Regions from separate parts of the Rattus norvegicus genome. Here region 1 is linked to region 2. The links are chromatin contacts, called in public Hi-C maps. All regions are on one chromosome and are shown on one strand. The core of a region is the stretch at or near the end of the contact, and the rest is flanking DNA. Distances in the headings are between cores, read along the strand shown. Region 1 overlaps Dusp10 (dual specificity phosphatase 10). Region 2 has its middle 28 kb from the start of Hhipl2.

What was found. A called contact is a pair of places that touch in the nucleus more often than the background predicts.
Region 1: a Hi-C map of psoas muscle shows a contact between it and region 2, with 6 times the contacts expected there. The contact joins two enhancer-like sites. A contact is called at or near these places in 3 of 12 Hi-C or Micro-C datasets (Schwann cells, hepatocytes and psoas muscle).

The regions. Positions count from the first base shown.
Region 1 is chr13:98,160,662-98,167,246 of GRCr8, reverse strand. The region is part of intron 2 of Dusp10 (dual specificity phosphatase 10); the gene reads right to left. Among named protein-coding and RNA genes, the nearest start is that of Dusp10, 18 kb to the right of the region's middle. Within about 2 kb of position 4,021, at least 23 of the 93 cell types and tissues checked have an H3K27ac peak or open chromatin away from gene starts, as enhancers often do.
Region 2 is chr13:97,610,837-97,617,217 of GRCr8, reverse strand. No RefSeq gene overlaps it. Among named protein-coding and RNA genes, the nearest start is that of Hhipl2, 28 kb to the right of the region's middle. Within about 2 kb of position 4,942, at least 8 of the 93 cell types and tissues checked have an H3K27ac peak or open chromatin away from gene starts, as enhancers often do.

The DNA.
Region 1 (6,585 bases), core at 2,772-5,271, 550 kb before region 2:
AACGAACCACTACTAAATGAGTTTATTCAGAGAAATTGTACTCATTCACTCTGTACCGTCTGCTCTGAATAGCAAGTGCTCGTTAAATATTTTTAGATGAGATGAACATCGGGATGAGCCAGAAAGGGCCATTAATTATGTGTTGTTCCGCATTATGCTAGAGATTTGGGAGATTAAAAATAGTCCCCAAAGATAAATCTAATTGGAGAGAAAAGAAGGGATGAGGATGAGGAAACATTAGGAAAACTGTAGTGAAATGTCGATGCCAGAATGTTCTGAGAATGCTGGGAGACCGGCCTGGATGAACACCACAAGCCACAGCTCATGCAAGCAGGTGCAGGAAAGATGAGGAAGAGGCAAAGAACCAGTTGCCCGGCCTTACGCATGACAAGTAGGCCAGTAAGTGGCATTGAGAATGAGATTTGCCACACTTGGTGGCCTCTAGTCCCTCCCTCCCCTGTAGCCCCTCCCTCCCCTGTAGCCCCTCCCTCCTCTCCAGCCCCTCACCCCTCCCTTCTCTCTAGCCCCTCTCCCTCCTCTCTAACCCCTCACCCTCCTCTCTAGCCCCTCACCCTCCTCTCTAGCCCCTCACCCTCCTCTCTCTAGCCCCTCACCCTCCTCTCTCTAGCCCCTCTCCCTCCTAACCCCTCACCCTCCTCTCTAACCCCTCTCCCTCCTCTCTAGCCCCTCTCCCTCCTCTCTAGCCCCTCACCCTCCTCTCCAGCCCCTCACCCTCCTCTCCAGCCCCTCACCCTCCTCTCCAGCCCCTCACCCTCCTCTCCAGCCCCTCACCCTCCTCTCCAGCCCCTCACCCTCCTCTCCAGCCCCTCACCCTCCTCTCTAACCCCTCACCCTCCTCTCTAACCCCTCACCCTCCTCTCTAACCCCTCACCCTCCTCTCTAACCCCTCACCCTCCTCTCTAGCCCCTCTCCCTCCTCTCTAGCCCCTCACCCTCCTCTCTAGCCCCTCACCCTCCTCTCTAGCCCCTCACCCTCCTCTCTAGCCCCTCACCCTCCTCTCTAGCCCCTCACCCTCCTCTCTAGCCCCTCACCCTCCTCTCTAGCCCCTCTCCCTCCTCTCTAACCCCTCACCCTCCTCTCTAGCCCCTCTCCCTCCTCTCTAGCCCCTCTCCCTCCTCTCTAGCCCCTCACCCTCCTCTCTAACCCCTCTCCCTCCTCTCTAGCCCCTCTCCCTCCTCTCTAGCCCCTCACCCTCCTCTCTAGCCCCTCTCCCTCCTCTCTAGCCCCTCTCCCTCCTCTCTAGCCCCTCTCCCTCCTCTCTAGCCCCTCCCTCCTCTCCCTTGTCTTTGGACATCCTTTATGAGCAACAGATGACAGATGTAGATGAAAAAAGGTTGTGAAAAAGAAAGGTCATGAGGGATACCCAGGCTGAGGGAAGTTGGGAAACAGGCCCTGAATTCAGGTCAGCATGCATTCATGAAGTGCTCACAATGGCGTCTAAGAAAGGTCTGGTTTGGCCATTAGACCTGGCAGCTCTTCCATCTAAACAGGGTCAACAGTCACAGATACTTTGGACAGGGTCTTCACTGACCGGGTGGTTCAGATTCTCCCACAATACCAGATCTACAACCAGACATCCCTAGTCCCTCTTATCTGCCTTATTAACTCTGAACTGGCAGGCTGGTTACTTACATTTAAGGTCACTTAAAATCACATTATCAAAGAAATGGAGAGACAACAGCTCAGTGGGTAAAATGCTTGCTGGGCAAGTATGAGAATGTGAGTTCAAATCCCAGCACCCACAGAAGAATCCAGCCATCTGTGGGAGGCAGAAACAGGAGTGTCCCAGGGGCTCACTGCAAATAACAGGCAAACCCAGGAACACACACACACGAACACACACACACACACACACACACACACACACACACACACACACACCCAAGAGCATGTATGCATGAGTGCACACATAGACATGCAAAAATAAAACTAAATAAGATACTGGGATTATATCCTAAGAGCTTTACTTCAATGGTGAGTTTCGGCTCTCCTGAAAAGGATTCTTACATCCCTAGCTCTCTCACAGGGCTGTAGCACATACTTGTGCCTTGAAGGGTGCACTCTGAACCCTGTAGTTCATTCATAGCAAGGCAAGCATTTGGAAGTAGCTTGGGGAAGGGTGCATCCAACGCTGGGGCTTTCAGTCACTTTTGATCACCTGTTCTACCTCATTTAGAAACTGACCTTCATGGAGGGTGGGGAGAAAGCTGCTAGCCCCCTCAGTGAAAGCTGCTATCAGTTATTTGGCTGGACTATTGCCACCATTAAACCTCTAACGATCAAGCCTGCGCTGGTGACAGAGTATGAAGCACCCAGGGCAAGACCAGGTCCAACAGATTTCAGGAGATCCCACAACTCTGTTTCGTTCCTGTTTCTTGTAGGAACCCTCCCTCAAATAATGATGGTTTTCTTTTCTTTTCTTAGAATCCCTTCCAGGGTGGCCCTATCATGTGCCTAGAGAATTCAAACTTTCTAGGAGCTGGTGACCTAAGAAGGCTTCGCTGGACAGGACTAGTCTGAGCGTAGCTAAAAAGTTATGGCTCGCAAGACCATGGGGGAGACCTTGTCTATTTTAAGATAGGAAGGAGAAAGGAAAACAACATAGACAAAAATAACCATACAAGATCACGGCTAAAATATCCAGAGTGTCTACAGAAAAGGCACCATTAGATGTAACAGTGTATTTATGAAACACGGTAAGACACAGCACCAGTATGAACCCTTACAATGCAAATGAGCAAATAATGCAAATCCTCTACTTAGGGCTTTCCCATACATCAGTTTCCTTACTGGAACAAAGACCCAACGTCAGTACTCAAGAATCCTTATAAGATGCCAGCATGCCTGGCCACCACATCCCTGAGGTGACACCGAGGAGTTGAAGCAGAGGGGGCCTCCAAAGTTGGGAAAGTCTGGGGCTTAGAAATAACGGCCCGTCTGTCTGCTGACCTGGAAGCAGTTTTCCCAAGACCACATCATGTTATAAGACTAGAGTGAAGGCTGCCTGTTGTCACCAAGGAAGTGAGGATCGGGAAACAAGCAAGTCTTGCTGTCTTACCAAGTGCCGTGGTATTCTCTTGCCACCGGGGCCTTCAAGCAGATGCCGGGTAATCTCAGGTAAACATAGTGCAGCTCTGACACGGCTCTCACAACAGAGATTCCAAGGTTGACTCTTGTGGAAGACCACAGACCTCAACTCGGTTGCCCTCACTGCCAACACCAGTTGCAAGTGCAGTCTCTCAGGCCACTGGCACCTCTGACTAAACAGTCACCTGTTCTCTACTTCCCCATAACACCTTGGATTCAAGAATCCACTAGGGCGATTCGCTGAACTGGGGAAAGCACTTTTGTTTGTGCTAATGGCTTTACTATGAAGGATGCAAACCGCCAGGGTCAGCAAAATGAAGCTGCGGAAAGGGTAGGCCTGAACATCCCAAACCGTGCACTTCTGTGTTCAGTCGTGTGAAAATGAAAACACTCCACCTTGCTGCCATGCCCCTGTGTGCAAGGAGGGTGCCCATACGAGCTTCAGGGACCGGGCTTCTGTTAGTGTTTCATTAGGTGCAACTGGAATTGATCAGCATCAGCCCCGTGACTGAACTTAATCCTCAGTGCGGCTTGCCTCTTCTGCAGAGGTTGGCTACATGCCAAGCTTCAGGGCCAGTCACAGGGCTGGCCCTTCAGATAGATGACCAGCTTGTCCCCTGAGTCATCTCATTAACATAAACTCAGGTGTGAGCCAAGGGGCTCTACAGGAGCAGCTCAGGCACTCTTATCTCTCTGTAGATTCCAGAGGGTGAGAGGTCATCTCCACAACTCAGGGACAGAGGGCAGGAAAAAAACAATCAATTTACAACAAATCCACACAGCCATAAACACTGGGGACCTGGGAGTCAGCCTAGACTTCAGGTGACTTCAGTGTGACTCTGAGTGACTCCATGAACCACTCTCGGCCTCTATTTTCTCATCTAGAAAGAAGTGATAACTTATCACTATACAAACATCAGCCTCACTGGATAGAAATGTCAACAAGCTACACGGCAGGACTATTTTTCTAGTCACTACACTGAACGGCATAAAGGGGAAACAGGCCAAAATTAAAACTAATGATATATTTGACCAAATTACAGTTTCAACACTCAGCTGAGTCTTTCACACTGCAACCCAAGAAGGGTTTTTGAAATTTGAGATGTATGATTCAGAGCTGCTTCGACCAGCTACCAGAAGACATCAGCTCAGGTAGAAGGGATGTCCCCATTCAATGAGTCCCTGCTGAGTACCAGAGTCAGTCTCTGGCCATGTTAACGGAAAGGAGGATGTGTTTGTATGTGTGTGCATGTGTTCACATGGACAGAGTTAGTGACCAATAATAAAAATTGATGGTTCTACAAGCTACACTGTACCAGAAAGTGAGCCGTCTCCACCACAGATATGAAATAGCCACTCTTTTCTCCAAAAAGGGCACTCCAACCCATTATGTGTTGAGAGTTCTGTTCCTAAGCCTGCATGTCGCATCAGCACATACTTCAATCCTTCAAGTAGTCATGGATAATGGCTTTTGATACCAAAGACCCCTGGAAGACACTGTGTGGCCAGATGAGAAAGGTGTAAGAGCTCTGAAGAGCTTTAGAAAGGTAAGGAGGAAAAGCTGAAGGAAAGAAGGAGCTGGGACCTACTAAGTCACAAAATGATCAGAGCCGCCAGCCACCACCAGTCAGTCACACACAGCCAGGAACCCCACTCCACAGTGTGAAAAGCTATACACCGAGAAGCAAAACAATGGTGGCTCCTAGGAGATGAGTGTCCAGGTCATTCTTTGGGTGGCTTTGGAGCATCTTTTGACAGGAGATGTGGATGGTGGGCTGGGGAGACAGCCCAGTAAAGGACAAGTGACAAAGCATGAGGACGTGAGTTTGCAGTCCTGGGCAACCCTGCCAAGGCCAGGTGTAGTAGTACATACCTCAGGGGTCGGCTGGGGAGACAAAGATCTTGGTGGGGGCAGTGTTCATGATCCCACCAATGGAGCTCAAGTGTGAGCCTAGGGTTCGGTGAGAGAGCAAGACGCAAAGGTAAGTCAGAAGTCAGGTGAGATGGATCAACAGGTAAGGGTGAGGTACACACCTGTGAGTGCCTGAGTTTGGTTCCTGGACCCTGCAGTGAAGGGAGGGAACAGACTCCTGAAAGTTAGCCTCTGGCCTTCACAGGTAGAGTGCACAAACGAGTGCGTGTACACACACACACACACACACACACACACACACACACACACACACGCCTTCATCAATCTGAAAGCTCAATGCCTGTTGATGGGGAACTTCACAGTCACATCCCCTATTGGAGGGGAGGCTTCCAGGCATCATCATCATCCGGGCTTCTCTCTAGTTCCAGGAAAGCTCACGACAGTGAGTGGACTGGGCGTCTAGCTCTCCTTCAGCTAAGAATAAAGAGATCCATGGAAGAAGTGCAGGCCTGGTGGACTTTTACATGACATGCAAAATTAATTATAATAAGTTCAACCCAACTTGTACTTTATCAAGAAAGACAAGCTAATTATCTGCTAGAGAATTAACTCCTATTTAAAAGGGTATTTTACATTTGCAAAAAAAGGGCTGATGGGAATTCTTCCCGTTCTGATTCTATTCGAGGTCCTGTGTCCCTGAGTTTGTTTAAAGACGTTGGGGACCTTAGTGGACCTAAAAATGGGACATGGGGAGAAACAGATGTATATACCGAGCAGTTCGCAGAATCTAGCTCTTTCTGCTTGCACTGATGTTTTAATGGGTTTTATCAAGGCCAATGAGATACCTCAGAGGGTAAAGGTATTTGCTGCCAAGCTCGATAACTTGAGATCCTGGGACCCACATGGTGGAAAGTGAGAAGAATCTCACAGGCTGAATTCTCACCTCCACACTTGTGCTGTGCTGTGCCGTGTACATACACATCACACACTTTCTCTCTCTCTCTCTCTCTCTCTCTCTCTCTCTCTCTCTCTCTCTCACACACACACACACACACACACACACACACACACACACACACACACACACAAATATACCCACCCCAGACGTAATGTGTTTTATTAAAAGTGTAAAACTGTGAGGGATACAGAGAGTGGCTTGTATGTAGCCCTGGAATCTTCTAGTTCCATAAAATATCTGGCTGCTTGGGGCTTCCAAACTGCCTTACTGTGCCCCACCCAAAGAACAAACCCAGGATCACAGCCCAGGTATCAGATGACATACAGTATACACACTGGGCTGAGCTTTGGCAGTGGGTCAAGGACAGGGACGTCCCTTAATGCTGAGGACTTTGATTGGCAGCTAAATCTTGTATTTTGAGAGGGAAAGCAGGATCCAAAAAGTGAAAGTGAATTAGGACAACAGAAAAGAGAAATCCCAGCAGACTTACAGCTAGCATTCATTCCTGTAAAGGGGGTCAGAGTAAGCTAGAGACACTTCTGAAGCAGGGGGTTCCCTCCAGACCTGGCTGGGGTTTAAAACCCTGGATACGGGGCTGGGGATTTAGCTCAGTGGTAGAGCGCTTACCTAGGAAGCGCAAGGCCCT
Region 2 (6,381 bases), core at 3,693-6,192:
CCACACCTCCTAAACCTTCCCAAACAGTCCCACCAACTGGAGAGCAAGTGTTCGAATTTCTAAGCCTGTGGAGGAAGTTCTCACTCAAACCATATCTCATCAACCACCTCATTTGTACCTAAAACTAGACAGTTAATGCCTCCCAGTCACTTATTTACCTTTCCCCAGTCAGCTCCTCCTGCATCCGTGGGCCCCACCTCAGCATTTCCGAGCACTATTCACCCATCTCTGAAATGTGGGCGATTATTGGCCATGCCCGTCCTGCTCAACAGGAACCATCTGGAGTGTGATTCGGGGGTTAAGCTTTGTACTTCTCCAACACGTCACATTCCCAGCCTATGACCTGTCTGAACATTAGTGACCATTGTTAAGGCCCAATCATAAAGCCAGTTTGTACAGCACCACCCAGATCCTCACTGTGAGATTTCTAACGGTCCGACCTAAGCTGTCAAAATACATACATCCCTCTTCTGCCTCCTCCCTCCTCCCCTTGGCACGGGACCTTGGACACACTGCTTTTGAGCTCTCGATTCCTCGTTTCACATTCATCTATCGACTTCACACTCTGTGGATGACTGTGCTGCAGGAAACAGGAGCATCCCCATTGTCCCTGCATCCCCAGCTCCCGTGCCTCAGGTTCAGGGCTGTGGAAGCATCTTCATCCTGTGCTGATCCGTATTAGCACAGACACCTAGAGAGACCTACTCATCCATGTGCACGGAGAACCAGACATGCAGAAGAAAACCAGCTCCCAGCCCAGGAGGCTCACAGGGCTCTGAATCACCCAGAGCATGCTGGCACTGTCCCCATAACGCAGAGCCCACAAAACGTATATTTAAAACTGGAGGAAGAAGCAAGGTGAGGCCAAGTAGCTGCTGTGTGCTGCTACTACTCAGCACCTGTGACTGTGTTAAGTCAGTGCAGGCAGAAATTCCCTGCGCTCCACGGGGGTTCCTAATGCCACCCACAAGCCCCTGGGCCACACTCAGCCTCAGGAAGAAGGCAATGGACAGCAGAGTGGACACTGTGGCCTGGTTGAGGGTATAGAGGACAGAGAGCTGAAGATGGAGACATGTAAGTGCACGGAGCCATATTGGATTTGGGCCTAGCCGCTTTTTGACTGCATGGTTCAAAGTGACTCTGGGCTGTTTGGCCACAGAGACTCACCCCGAAGATGACTGCCATAAATCTTAAGATTGTTGGATAAAGCCTCTCCCATGAATTTACGGCACAGGAGTATAACATTCAAGGGATGCCTCAGCTCGAGCAGATACCAGTTATCTCCTCAGACACCCAGTGTCTCCACCACCTGACCTCATCGCCTGACTTCTTTGCCTCCAGCTATCACTGCCTATACCCTCATCTCCCCCTCCTTCATATTTCACAAAGGTCACTCCCCCTACCTGAAAGCCTTAAAAGCTGCAATGTTCATCCCAATAAACGAGACCTTGACAACAGAACTTTTGCTTGGTCTCCTTCTTCTCTTCACCCCCATTTTGGCCCACAGGTAGAAAGCCTCTTCGGGACCCTGAATAACTGGGTCCCCGCTGGCGGGGACATGTAAGTCTAGGCTGGTGGTGGGATATGAAGCACTCTGACGTCTCTGCTTACCTTCCAACAAGAACAGGCAAGGGCCAAACTGTAGCTCCCTGTTACAAGCTGTGAAACTTCAAACAACTCATTCATCCCATCCAGGCCTTTATCTGTAACTGGAAGACAGTGGCCCTGTGTTACAGAGATGCCATGAGGAATAAGCTAATGAATGTGTTGGGGAAACACCTAACCCATCATGGTGAAATTTACCATTATGAATCATCATCACCATCATCATCATCATCACCATCATCATCATTACCATCACCACCACCACTACCACCACCAACACCACCACCACCACCACCACCATTATCATCATCTATCTAGACCATCTTACCGGAGACACACCACTCTATCAGCCTTCATTCACCCAGTTCTCATTAATTTCTTCACTGAATACCTTTTGCCTACACCTTGACCTCTGTGTGGCCCAAACCAAGCTCTTCCAAGGACTAGCTGTCTCTTCCATGAAGCTCTCCTGGCTATCACCAGCAGATGTGTCTGCTCCTCCTCAACCCCCAAAACACTCCATTTCCTCTCTTACAGCATTCGATCCTTTCTAACTTAAACCATACTTCAGAGCTCCCTCAAGAAAGGACGGTCAGCTGAGTTCTATTCACGCTCCCCATAGCATCCCCTCTTACGCAGAGAGCGAACTGTGGAAGTGTGGAATAGACAGGACCTTAGGATAGAAACTGAGAGAGGAAAACTTTCTCACTAAGTCTATTTGAAAAAGAATGACTGAAGGTAATCAACCAGAGAGGTGTTGTGTAAAGTAGCGCAGTAGCACAGATTGTGTGTGTGTGTGTGTGTGTGTGTGTGTGTGTGTGTGTGGGTTAGAAGGCAACTTGTAGGTGTTGGTTCTCTCTCTCCACCATGTGGATTCCAGAGATTAAACTCTCACTCTGTCAGGCTCCCCAGTAAGCATCTTTATCTGCTAAACCACCTTGCCAGCCTCTCGAATTATTTTTGTAAAACAAACAAAAATTCTTCACTGTAAATATGACTGAGAGAAAAAGAGGTCCCAGGACTAGCCACAGCCTTGAAAACCTTCTCTCTCAATTCTAATTCAGGATGGGCAGGTGGTCCTACATCATCAAACCAGCACTCGACTGCAGCCAGCGTATTCCTGCGGCCCTGCTGAGTCCTCCCTGCAGCTCAAAGCACTGAGGTCAAATCTCCCTTGCCCTCTAAAAATTCCAACGCTGTTGCCCCTGCCTCACCCCCACCCTCTGCTTCTCTGATACCTCAGTCTGGAGGCATCACTCAGTCCAGACGCAGCCTTTGCCTTCCAAAGGCCAACTGTCCTGGCTAAAGACTATTACTTTTCAGACCTAGATCTGTGCTTAGGCAACCTCAGGCAGTCCATTTAAGGTCTTCTACACTAACAAGTTAACTTTGGAAGTACCCATTTCTCAGACTATGTGTGAGAGGATCAGCAGGGTAGAAGGTCTGTTTCCTTGTCTTCCTGAAGGCAGAGACCCCACATTTGTCTCTGCGCAGGTCTTCCGCAGTGCCCTGAAGGGAACATGGTGTGAAGTCGGTGTTCCTCAGATGAGAGAAGAATGAGAATGGGAAAATGCGTCCCAGGAGGAGGGACTCAAACTCCCACATAGATTTCACTTATTACTTTATAGCTACACAAAAGTGAGCCACCAGGGCACTTCTTGCCACCCAAGGCATAAAGAACAAACTCTGTTTCCTAGACCAGAGGTCTTGAGGGTCCACTGCTAATGTGAGGTGACCTGGGACACAGCATCCCACCACCAGATTGCCAGTCTCTCCATCTGGAAGCCTCACTGCTGGACGTAGCTGAGATCCACAAGCATCACACACAAGTGTAAAGGCCTCCATTGTGATCACTCACGAAGCCACAGTTGTCATCTCAGATGCTGTGTATGCTGTTGTGGGATTTAAATTTGCCGATTCCTTTATTCGGGTCTATAAATTCTGTTTATCATTTGTCATACTGACTTACTGCTTTCACTGGCCTGGGACCCGTGGCTCTCCAGACGCTCCTGGGAACAGAGTGTGGCAAACACCCAAAGGTCACCCACATACTTAAGAAACCAAATCTCTTTGCTTGGGAGCACTGTCTTCTAGGCACAACATGGTAATCACATGCCTGAGCTCACAGCCGTTGTGATGACCTACATGGGACAAGGGCGTCAGCATCTTAGGGGGGAAGGGGGCTCTAGAGACCCCACTCCTCTCTGAGGAGTTATGAGCCGCTAATGGTTACTGGGGGAGGGGAAACACGTTCTTCAGTGGTGTAACCATCTCTGAGTCGCCTGTGCCCCAGTAAACTACCTTTCATCCACACGCCTTTAAGCTTCCTAATGAAACTCTCTGGGCCAATGGCAACAAAAAAGACGTGAAAGTTGAATTGGGGGGCAGGGTGTTGGGAAGAGGGAGGGGACCAGGAGGAGAGGGATGGGAACAAGAGAAGGTGAATATAGCAAGATGCTTAAGATGTATGTATGGAGAGACAGTGAAAACCCGTTATGTATAATTAACAAATTATATTATTATTATGTATAATTAATATACTCCTACCACCCCGCTGTGTATTTAGCCTGCCATCTTTTTTTTTTTAAATGTGTAGCCCAGGCTGGCCTCGAACTCATGATCCTCCTGCCTCTGCCTCCTTCAGCAAATCCTACCGGTGTGCGCCACCACAACCGGCTTAGCCTACCATCTTTCTCCTGCCTTTTCTTTCTGCCAAACAATCCGGTATTTGACTCTCTCAAAATACCAGATTCTGCTCTGCTCCACTTTCCAGGAACGTAGCACTTAACACTGGGGGGACTTTTCCACAACATTTCAAACTGCTATTTGGCCCCTTTTTTCTTGAGCCTTTTGCTCAGTCCCCAGCACGGAAGCAGAGACCACTCTCCAGAGACAGCCTGGTCACGTTAAAGCTTCAAGTCGACAAAACTGTCCCAAGCTGGGGACTGGCAGCGCAAACAGGAGCCCGAGTGACAGGGCCCTTCCCTCTGGACTGTCACCACAACACACTGTCCATGCCGGATCTCATATGACTGGGCACCAGATGGCTCAAATTCACCTGCAAGGCCAGGCCTGCTGCGAGACTTCGTCTAATTGTGTGTTTTGATCATTTGGAATCTGCAGCCAGAGCCTCTGGCGGCAAATGTCCTTCTCCACCAGTTCAGGCAAGAAAATGTACCTGCCGTCGTCATGGCGTTTGCTTCACTGGGCTGCTGACTTATTTTAAGAACTAAATCGCTCCTGTTACTCTATTTTCCTCTTCAGGAGTGAGAGACTCCAAGACTGGTATAATTTGTAGCCAGGGCTGGCATCCTCTTATGTGGTGAACTAGCGCCACCTACTGACTACTCACTTCACAGCAGCCAAGAGGACAGCAAGGTCCTCTTGTAGGGAAAAGTTCTCTACTTACTACTCAGCAGGCAGACTTTGCCTGGAAGTCTTGTACTGTGCACTTTTTAATCTTTAATGTAAATAAACTGGGACCATGTCACCAAGAAGGAAGCTGGGCGAGCTCTTTACTTGCGAGCCCTGCCTCACCCCTTTCTCTTTAGCCGCCTTTGCTTATAAATGATGACCTCGTGACAGAGAAGCTGATGTCGTCCCCAGGCAACCCAAGCACAGACATGGAGAAAGATGGCCCTCCCAAGGGACCCGTGCAACTTTCTTGTCTTTAACCTTCCTGCTCAAGGTCTCTAAACTTGGAGTGCAAGATTACCCTCCCGGTACCCGTGGCCCTTCCCATCCAAGAGGTAGAAAGTGTTTCCACATAGTCACTAAGCATAGATAGGCTACTTACCAGGAAGCCTCCATGGTACTTACTCATTCCCTGCCCAGTGCATGAACCCCGAGCTGGTACTCACCATCGAACAGATGCCTTACAGATATTTAGAGACTGAGATTTACTGACCTTGGTACCACAGGGTCAAAGTGGTCTGTGTCACTGTGAAGCTGTCTGTTCGCCACAAACACTTAACACTCCCCCTCTTTTGCCAAGGAGATGCCAGTAGCAACCCCAATCCCCAGCTCCATCCTGAAACAACTATTGAAATATCTGCAGGTGTTCCCGTTGGCTCCCTGGGGTGGGAGATGCAAAATCATCCCTGATTGGAAACCCTGGGTCTGGAACTCAGGTTCCCAAGGCTGGTGGTTTGGATGTAAAATGTCCCCCATAGTCTCATGTGTTTAAACACTTTGTCCCAGTAGGTGGCGCTGTTTGGGAGGTTGGCCATGGAGCTCAGGACATGGGAGTCTGTAGGGGCAAACCCTTCGGTTTGTAGGCAGGTCCTGCTTGGAACTTACTCTCTGTTCCTAATTCTCCTTCTACTTCCCTGAATGAGGAACAAGCCACACCACAAGCTCCGACCACCACAGGTGTACTGCCTTTCCCACCATGAAGAGCTATAGCTCCTAAGTCATGCACCAAAATAAACCTCCCCTCTCTTAAATTGCTTCTATGAGGTATTCTGTCATGGGGGGGCGGGGAGTAACTAATACACTGGGGAATGGCCAAAAGAAAGGGATGTGGGGGTTGAGGAGCAATGAGAGGAGGAGTGGGGGAGGAGGAGTGGGAGGAGGAGGAGGAGGAGGAGGAGGAGGAGGAAGGGTGGGGAGGAGCAGGAGGAGGAGCCACTACTATAAACTACCATTTAACACAAAGTTGTCTTATAAAAGGCACAAGTCTTGTCCCAAGAACTTTGTGACCTCTTACTATTTAACCCATGAATAGTCTATACCAGCTCCTTAGGGAAATATTTCGGTTATACATGAAGAAACTGA